2 separate regions of the Sus scrofa genome follow, and region 2 is linked to region 1. Evidence: chromatin contacts called from public HiChIP or PLAC-seq data. All regions are on one chromosome and are shown on one strand. Each heading gives the region's core, a stretch centred on a gene start, on an enhancer-like site or on the middle of the called end of the contact. The rest is flanking DNA. Distances are from core to core; before and after follow the strand shown. Region 1 overlaps LOC102158676 (a long non-coding RNA gene). Region 2 has its middle 240 kb from the start of USP24.

Region 1 (3,112 bases), core at 268-2,767:
GATCCATCATTTATATCCTGCATTCCAGTTCAGCCCAGTGCAGTGGCTTAGTAAGGGTTTGTTGAGTGAATAATTTTATGAATATGAGATTGAAGTCTGTAGGTTTTGTTGGTGCTTATAGAGCCTTCCTCCAGAAAGATTTGTTAGGTGGAGAATTTAATCTCTTCCGCACCAGTATTTGGATAACTGGATGTGTTGTCACTGTGTGTGGTCTCGTGTGGGCCTTATTGTGAAATGAAATAGAGCATAAAAAACAAGCAAGCAAATAAACAAATACGTGGGACTCACATTTGCATAATGCTTTATGGTGGAGGAAATCATTTCCTATAGATTATCTCAGTGGTTATAGCATCCTCATTTCAGAGATAAGGAAAGAGAGTGACTTTGCTCAGGGTTGCCCAGCCTGTAAGAGGGTCTGGGGTGGGCTTCAATCCAGAGCAGGGGATTGTGGATCACGCAGGTCCTGGGCATAAAGCTTGTCTTGCTCACTCATGAGTCTCATTAAAATTCAAGTTCCTCCTTCCTAAAGTGGCAATAATAATAGAAGCTAGGGGAGTTGTACAGATCAAGAGAGTTTACAAAGGATCCACAATACTTGATGAGTAAATTAATATACATCTTGACTCTGTAGGAAGTTATGCAATGTATGTCAGGTTGTAAGAAAGCCCTGGAATTCCTTGTGTGTTCCTGACCACGCTCATTCTCCCCTAACTTTCTGCTCATTTGCTGCTTTCCTCTAGTTCTTACAGTTGCTAAGATCCTTAGTTCTTGCCACGTGGACTTTATTTCATGATTCTTGGCCTTGCTTTGGGCTTGCACTCTCCCCGAGCCCTCGCTCCAAGACTTGTTCTTTTGCTGAGTTGGAAAACTTTTTTTTCTCCTCTTGCACAACTTCTCTGATTCCACAGCTGTGACACTACACCTGGCAGGGAGTTCTGCTGGGGAGACTGGCTTGGGGGCCTCAGCCAGGAACACAGAGACCTCACTGCCTTGGCCTGGCAGGGAGTACCTTCCTCTGATTCTAGGCAATGCACAAGAGAGGACCTGCATCATTCCAAAGCCAACATTTTTCAGGCATTGGACAATTTGATGGTGAAGTTCACCACCCTCCTCTCCTCCTCCCAATCTGGCCTGGCTCATTGGGATCTGTCAAGTGGCCTTGGGGCCAGAAGGACGGCCAAATTGGGTAATTTTCTCAGAAAAGGGCTATAAAGATGAGGCTTTCCAATGTGCTTTCAGCATGAATCATAAGTCACAGGCATCAGGGCCAATGTGAAGCACATGTCTACCACGTGGGGGGGGGCGGGGCAAAGCAAGGCCGTGGTTAGGTGGGACATTTCCTTCGTCAGTTTCAAAGGCGAGTTCTGCACCTGTGAATTTTTAGTGATTGTTTTAGGTATTTTCATCAGCTCTTTAGATTGAATTCATATTAATGTTCATTCAGCAAAGAATGATTGGGCTTTGAAACAGATATGGTCTTGGCAGTCGAGTTGGAAAAACAGACGTGTAGAGTGACAATTACAATACAGTGCAAGGAGGGCCGTGGTGAGGAAAGTTCAGGGTGCTAGGGATGCAGCGTGAAACACCCTCAATCCGGGCTGGGGGGCGGGGTGGAATACAGGGTGGCAGGTGTTGAGGAACCCTTGTCAGGGGGGTTTCTCATGTAGCTGAGATCTAAGGGAGGAGTAGAAATGAGCTACTTGAAGGAGGGACATGAGGCAGAATCCAAGGGAGGACACAGCCTATGCTGGGTTCTGGAGCTGCGAGAACACAGCTTGATTGAGGAGCAAGTGTAATTTCCCGTGGGCCCCGGACGGAGTGCGCACAAGTGAGAGAGGAAGGGTTTCACCTCCGGCTGCTTTCTCTCTCTTCATGCTCTGGCTCTTGTCCGGATTAGCTTTGCATGAACAAAATGTACTCAGTGGGGAACTATATCCAATCTCCTGAGATAGACCATGATTGGGGAAAAAAAAAAAAAGAATGTATAGGGAGTTCCTGTTGTGGCTCAGCCTGTTAAGAACCTGACTAGTATCCATGAGGATTGCAGGTTTGCTCCCCAGCCTCACTCAGTGGGTTAAGGATCTGGCATTGCCAAGAACTGTGGTGTAGGTTGCAGATGCAGCTTGGGTCTGGCATTGCTGTGGCTGTGGTGTGGGCTGATCCCTAGCCTGGAAATTTCCATATGCTGCAGGAAATTCCATATGCCCTAAAAAGACAAACTATAAAATAAAAAAGAATGTATATGTATGACTGAGCCACTTTGCAGCAAGAATTGGCACAACATTGTAAACCGACTATACTTTAATAAAAAATAAAATTTAAAAATAAAATGGGAAGATTAAAAGAAAAAATATGCTCAAAAATGTGTGTCAGGTGAGAAATTCCTTACAATCATAAATTCCTATGTTCTTAAATTTCTGGTGGGACTTTAAAAGCCACTCATTCGAGCTCCTCCTTTTGGTTCTGTCATTCATTCTCTGCTTGTCTCTGTTTCCCCCAGTGGTCTGAGCCCAATCATTCACTTCTCATGCACAATACAACTCTAAATCCTTCTTGTGCCTTCTTAGGCTCTCTGCATTCTCACACCCCCTCTCCTGCCATGCCTGCTACCACACTGACCCTTCACGTACCTCTTCTACCCACACTGGCCTCAGACTTGACCTTAAAACATGCTGCCCTGGGGCAGATGATCCTTTTCTCTAACTTAGATGGTTGGCATTGCTGCCGCCTTTGAACCAGATATTCCCTCTGCCTGGAGTCCCTTACACCCTGGTAGCTGCCTACTCTTTCATTTCTTTTGAGTCTTTTCACCAAGGTTGCCTTCTGTTAGAGACCTTGTAGGAACACTTCTTAAAATATCACCTATCATTTCCCTCCAAGACACAAAGCATGCTCTATCCCTCTTTGTGCTTTAAATTTCTCCAAAGTCTTTTTCACCATCCCTGATGTACTTTGTTTTATATTAATTTATTTCTCCTACTCACTTAAATATTAGTGCTATGACAGTAGAGATATTTTTTCTGTCCTTTCCTTTCCTTTCCTTTTCTTTTCTTTTTTTTGTATCCACACTGACTAGAAAAGTGTCTAGAATATGATAGGTGTTCAATAAACA
Region 2 (3,112 bases), core at 174-2,673, 860 kb after region 1:
CTCACTGAATGTGTACAACCACTGGATGAAGCTAGTCTACTGTTATCCCATTTCACGTATGGGGAAAACTGAGGCCCAGGGAGGTCAAGTAACGCTTCCAAAGTGACAGAGTTAGTAAATGACAGAGCTCTTGTGAAGGGGAAGGTGGTTCCAGAAATAGGTGAAAAACTTCATTTCGGAAGCAGAAATAATCAAAATCAGGGTATTCAGCAGGGTGAGGGATGGGGCAGACAGGCAACTTGGCTATTCCCCTAGACAGTCATTCAGTTAAAAAATGTTGTGCATCTGCGCCTGGCTTTGTATTACGTTCTAGAGTTTCAGTGGTAAACCGGTTCAGTTCCTGGCCTTATGGTGCTTATAATGCAGTCAAGGAAATAGGCAAATAATCACGCAAATAGGCAAATGAGTATACATTATGGAAAGTGTATACTCATCTAAGAAGTATCACGGGTGGAAAAGTGACATTCATGCTGAGACAAGAGACAAGATAGATGGGCTGCCCAAATGAAGGATGGATGGGCAAGAGCTCCAGACAGAGGGGGAGGCACATGCAAAGTTCCTGCTGCGTGAAGGAGTCTGGACGTTCAAGGACCTGGAAGAAGGCCAGTGGGACAGAGGGGCAAGAAATGAAGCTGGCGAGGCAGGCACAGGCCAGATCATTCAGGACTCTGGGGGCAGAGCATGTGGGAAGAAGACTAATAGGGGGCTGGAAAAGGAAGTCAGAGACAAGTTTTGAATGTCATGCTTAAAAGGGGTACTTCATCTTTGATGCACAAGATGCCTCAGTATCTCGGGAGCCAAGACAGAGCCTTGAGCGTGTCACTTTAGAGATGAGAAATAAAAACAGCCCAGACAGTATAGGTTTGGTGGGGTGGGTATGGGGAGATGTGCAACGTTCAGAAGGTGGGCCAAATGGCCAGCCAAAAGGTTCCAGCCTGGAAAGAGTTAACCCCTTCCTGCCCTTGATATCTTCATCAACCTCAGCACCCTGCAAAATAATAAGCTATCATTTATCAGCGTTCTGCAAGGTAGCATTTAAAACTGAGGCAAGGCAATAAATCAGGCACATATAATTTGAGCCCTGAAGTATAGTAATTTTTCTTTTAATGCAACATCTGGTACAGATAATACAATGTGCGGGGGGGAGGGAGGAAGGGAGCCAGGAATGCGAGGCAGGGCTCTCATTATTGGGCAGGCAGTGCTGGAAGCCTGATTTCCCTCCCATCCTTCCAGCAATGCCGTGGACTTTAAAAAGGAGCCTTATTATTATTCCCTCGGCTGGCCAAAGGGAAATCGAGTTAATTATAGACTTGTTTGCCGGTTATTAATTAAACCCCGGCTAAACATAAAAACACAGGGGAAGTGCCACTTCCCGCTCCGTGCTTCCAGCCTCTCAGAGCTGAGGAGTGACGTCCCTGCCTTCGCAGTCCGATCCGTGTCCTGTTTCCTCTGCGGATTTTCTCAGGAGGGTCCCAGGGCCTTTGCCCTGCATGCAAACAAAACCTTATTTTTAGCTAAGAAGGAACACAAAATTGAAAGCTCTGGAACAGCAGGCAGACAATAGGAGGAAGCTTGCAGACACTGACTGGTCATGACACCCAGGGTTTGGGGCAGCCACACCCACCTGCATCCTGCAGTTCCCAGGCTCACCAGCATCCCTGGTCCTTGGTCGGATGCTCCAGCTTCTCCTGCACACTTGCTATGGGGCAGCTCTATGTGGTGACTAGAAGAACAGGCTTTGTGGCATAAAACCAGAGCTCCAAACTTGCCTCCGCTCACTAGCTCCTTGACCTTGAGCCCTCTCTAAAATGGAAATGCTAACAGCACCCCTTCCCAGGCGTGCTGTGAACTTTAGATGCCATGAAATTTGTCAAGCACTCAGCAGGTGCCTGGCACATGGTTGCTAAGATACATAGTTTCCTTTCCCTCACTCTTCCAGGATGACAGCTTTCATCCCTGGATCTTCCACAAAAATGTCAAATACTAGAAAGCCATGTGACCTTGACATCCCTCAAAACCTTTCTAAGCCTCAATTTTCTCATCTTCAAAATGGGAGCAAGGACAGTGTTTACCAGGGAGGATCCCTGGAAGCATTAAATTAGATAATGGGAGCAACCGAGTGCCTGGCTCTCACCAGATGCTTAGTATATGTTAGTGATGAAATTATCTGAAAACAATCCTATGAATAATTACAGATTAGATTCTCATACCACTATCTGTGGCATAAAAAAGAAGGTGATTGATCAAAGGGAATCACACCAAACTGGTCACATTTCCTACAGGAGCTAAGAAGCTGAATTACCAGATCAAGAGCATTCCACGAACAGTGTTCCAAGTCATCATAAGAGAATTTGCTAGATTCCTTGGCAAAATTTAGCTGGACCATCAACCTAGCCTCCTCAGAATCGTCCAGTGGGCCATGGAGAGCTGTGGCCATCGCTGTCTGATTAGCCTTAACCATGCTATTCCTTGGATGGGAATAGCCAGGCAGAGAGCCCACTGACCACCAGTGATTTCCTTCAAACCAAGATTTCTCAATGCTGCTAGTCACATAGAAAAAAACAGAAAGCATTCCAGTGAAATCTGCCAATGAAACAAAACTTGAGGGAATGATTCATGTGACTTTCAGGCTCCATGTGCCATGGTCTTTGCACTTCTCTGTACTCCCGGCCAAACCAGGGACTGTTGAGTCAGCATGACATCTTCCCAACCCCCACCCACTAGAGCAGGTGTGGGCAACCTGCCCTGGCACTGGCTTTGTGAGCTGGGTTCACAGATATTCATTAGCATACAGCTGAATTCAAACAATGTCTACTTCTCATATTTTTTTATCATTTTAAATGTGTCATTTCCCTTTTCCACCCACCTCCTAGCTGCAATCCTTACACTCAGATTTAAGTTCTAGTTCTGCAGCTAAGATCTCGAGAATATAAATGCTGGAGAGAGCGTGCTAAACCAGACCTATGAACTCTCTGCAGGAGAGAGAGGTGATAAACCCATGATTCCACAAATAGTTGTTTATGTATAATTTTGCTAAGCTGCGAATGCCAAAAGATCAAGTAATAGAGGGAGCAGAGCTGGTGTCTTCCTTGATCTCCTAAAAGCCTTCATG

The links. HiChIP or PLAC-seq counts read pairs in DNA pulled down with a chosen protein or histone mark.
Region 2: an H3K27ac HiChIP or PLAC-seq map of skeletal muscle shows a contact between it and region 1, with 14 times the contacts expected there. The contact joins two enhancer-like sites. A contact is called at or near these places in 1 of 47 Hi-C or Micro-C datasets (fetal heart ventricle) and 1 of 2 datasets of contacts at active chromatin or transcription factors (skeletal muscle).

Annotation. Positions count from the first base shown.
Region 1 is chr6:156,123,459-156,126,570 of Sscrofa11.1, forward strand. All of the region lies in intron 1 of LOC102158676 (a long non-coding RNA gene), which reads left to right. Among named protein-coding and RNA genes, the nearest start is that of PLPP3, 320 kb to the left of the region's middle. Within about 2 kb of position 1,518, at least 15 of the 83 cell types and tissues checked have an H3K27ac peak or open chromatin away from gene starts, as enhancers often do. A contact at or near this core is called in skeletal muscle, where this site is marked.
Region 2 is chr6:156,981,733-156,984,844 of Sscrofa11.1, forward strand. No RefSeq gene overlaps it. Among named protein-coding and RNA genes, the nearest start is that of USP24, 240 kb to the right of the region's middle. Within about 2 kb of position 1,424, at least 17 of the 83 cell types and tissues checked have an H3K27ac peak or open chromatin away from gene starts, as enhancers often do. A contact at or near this core is called in skeletal muscle, where this site is marked.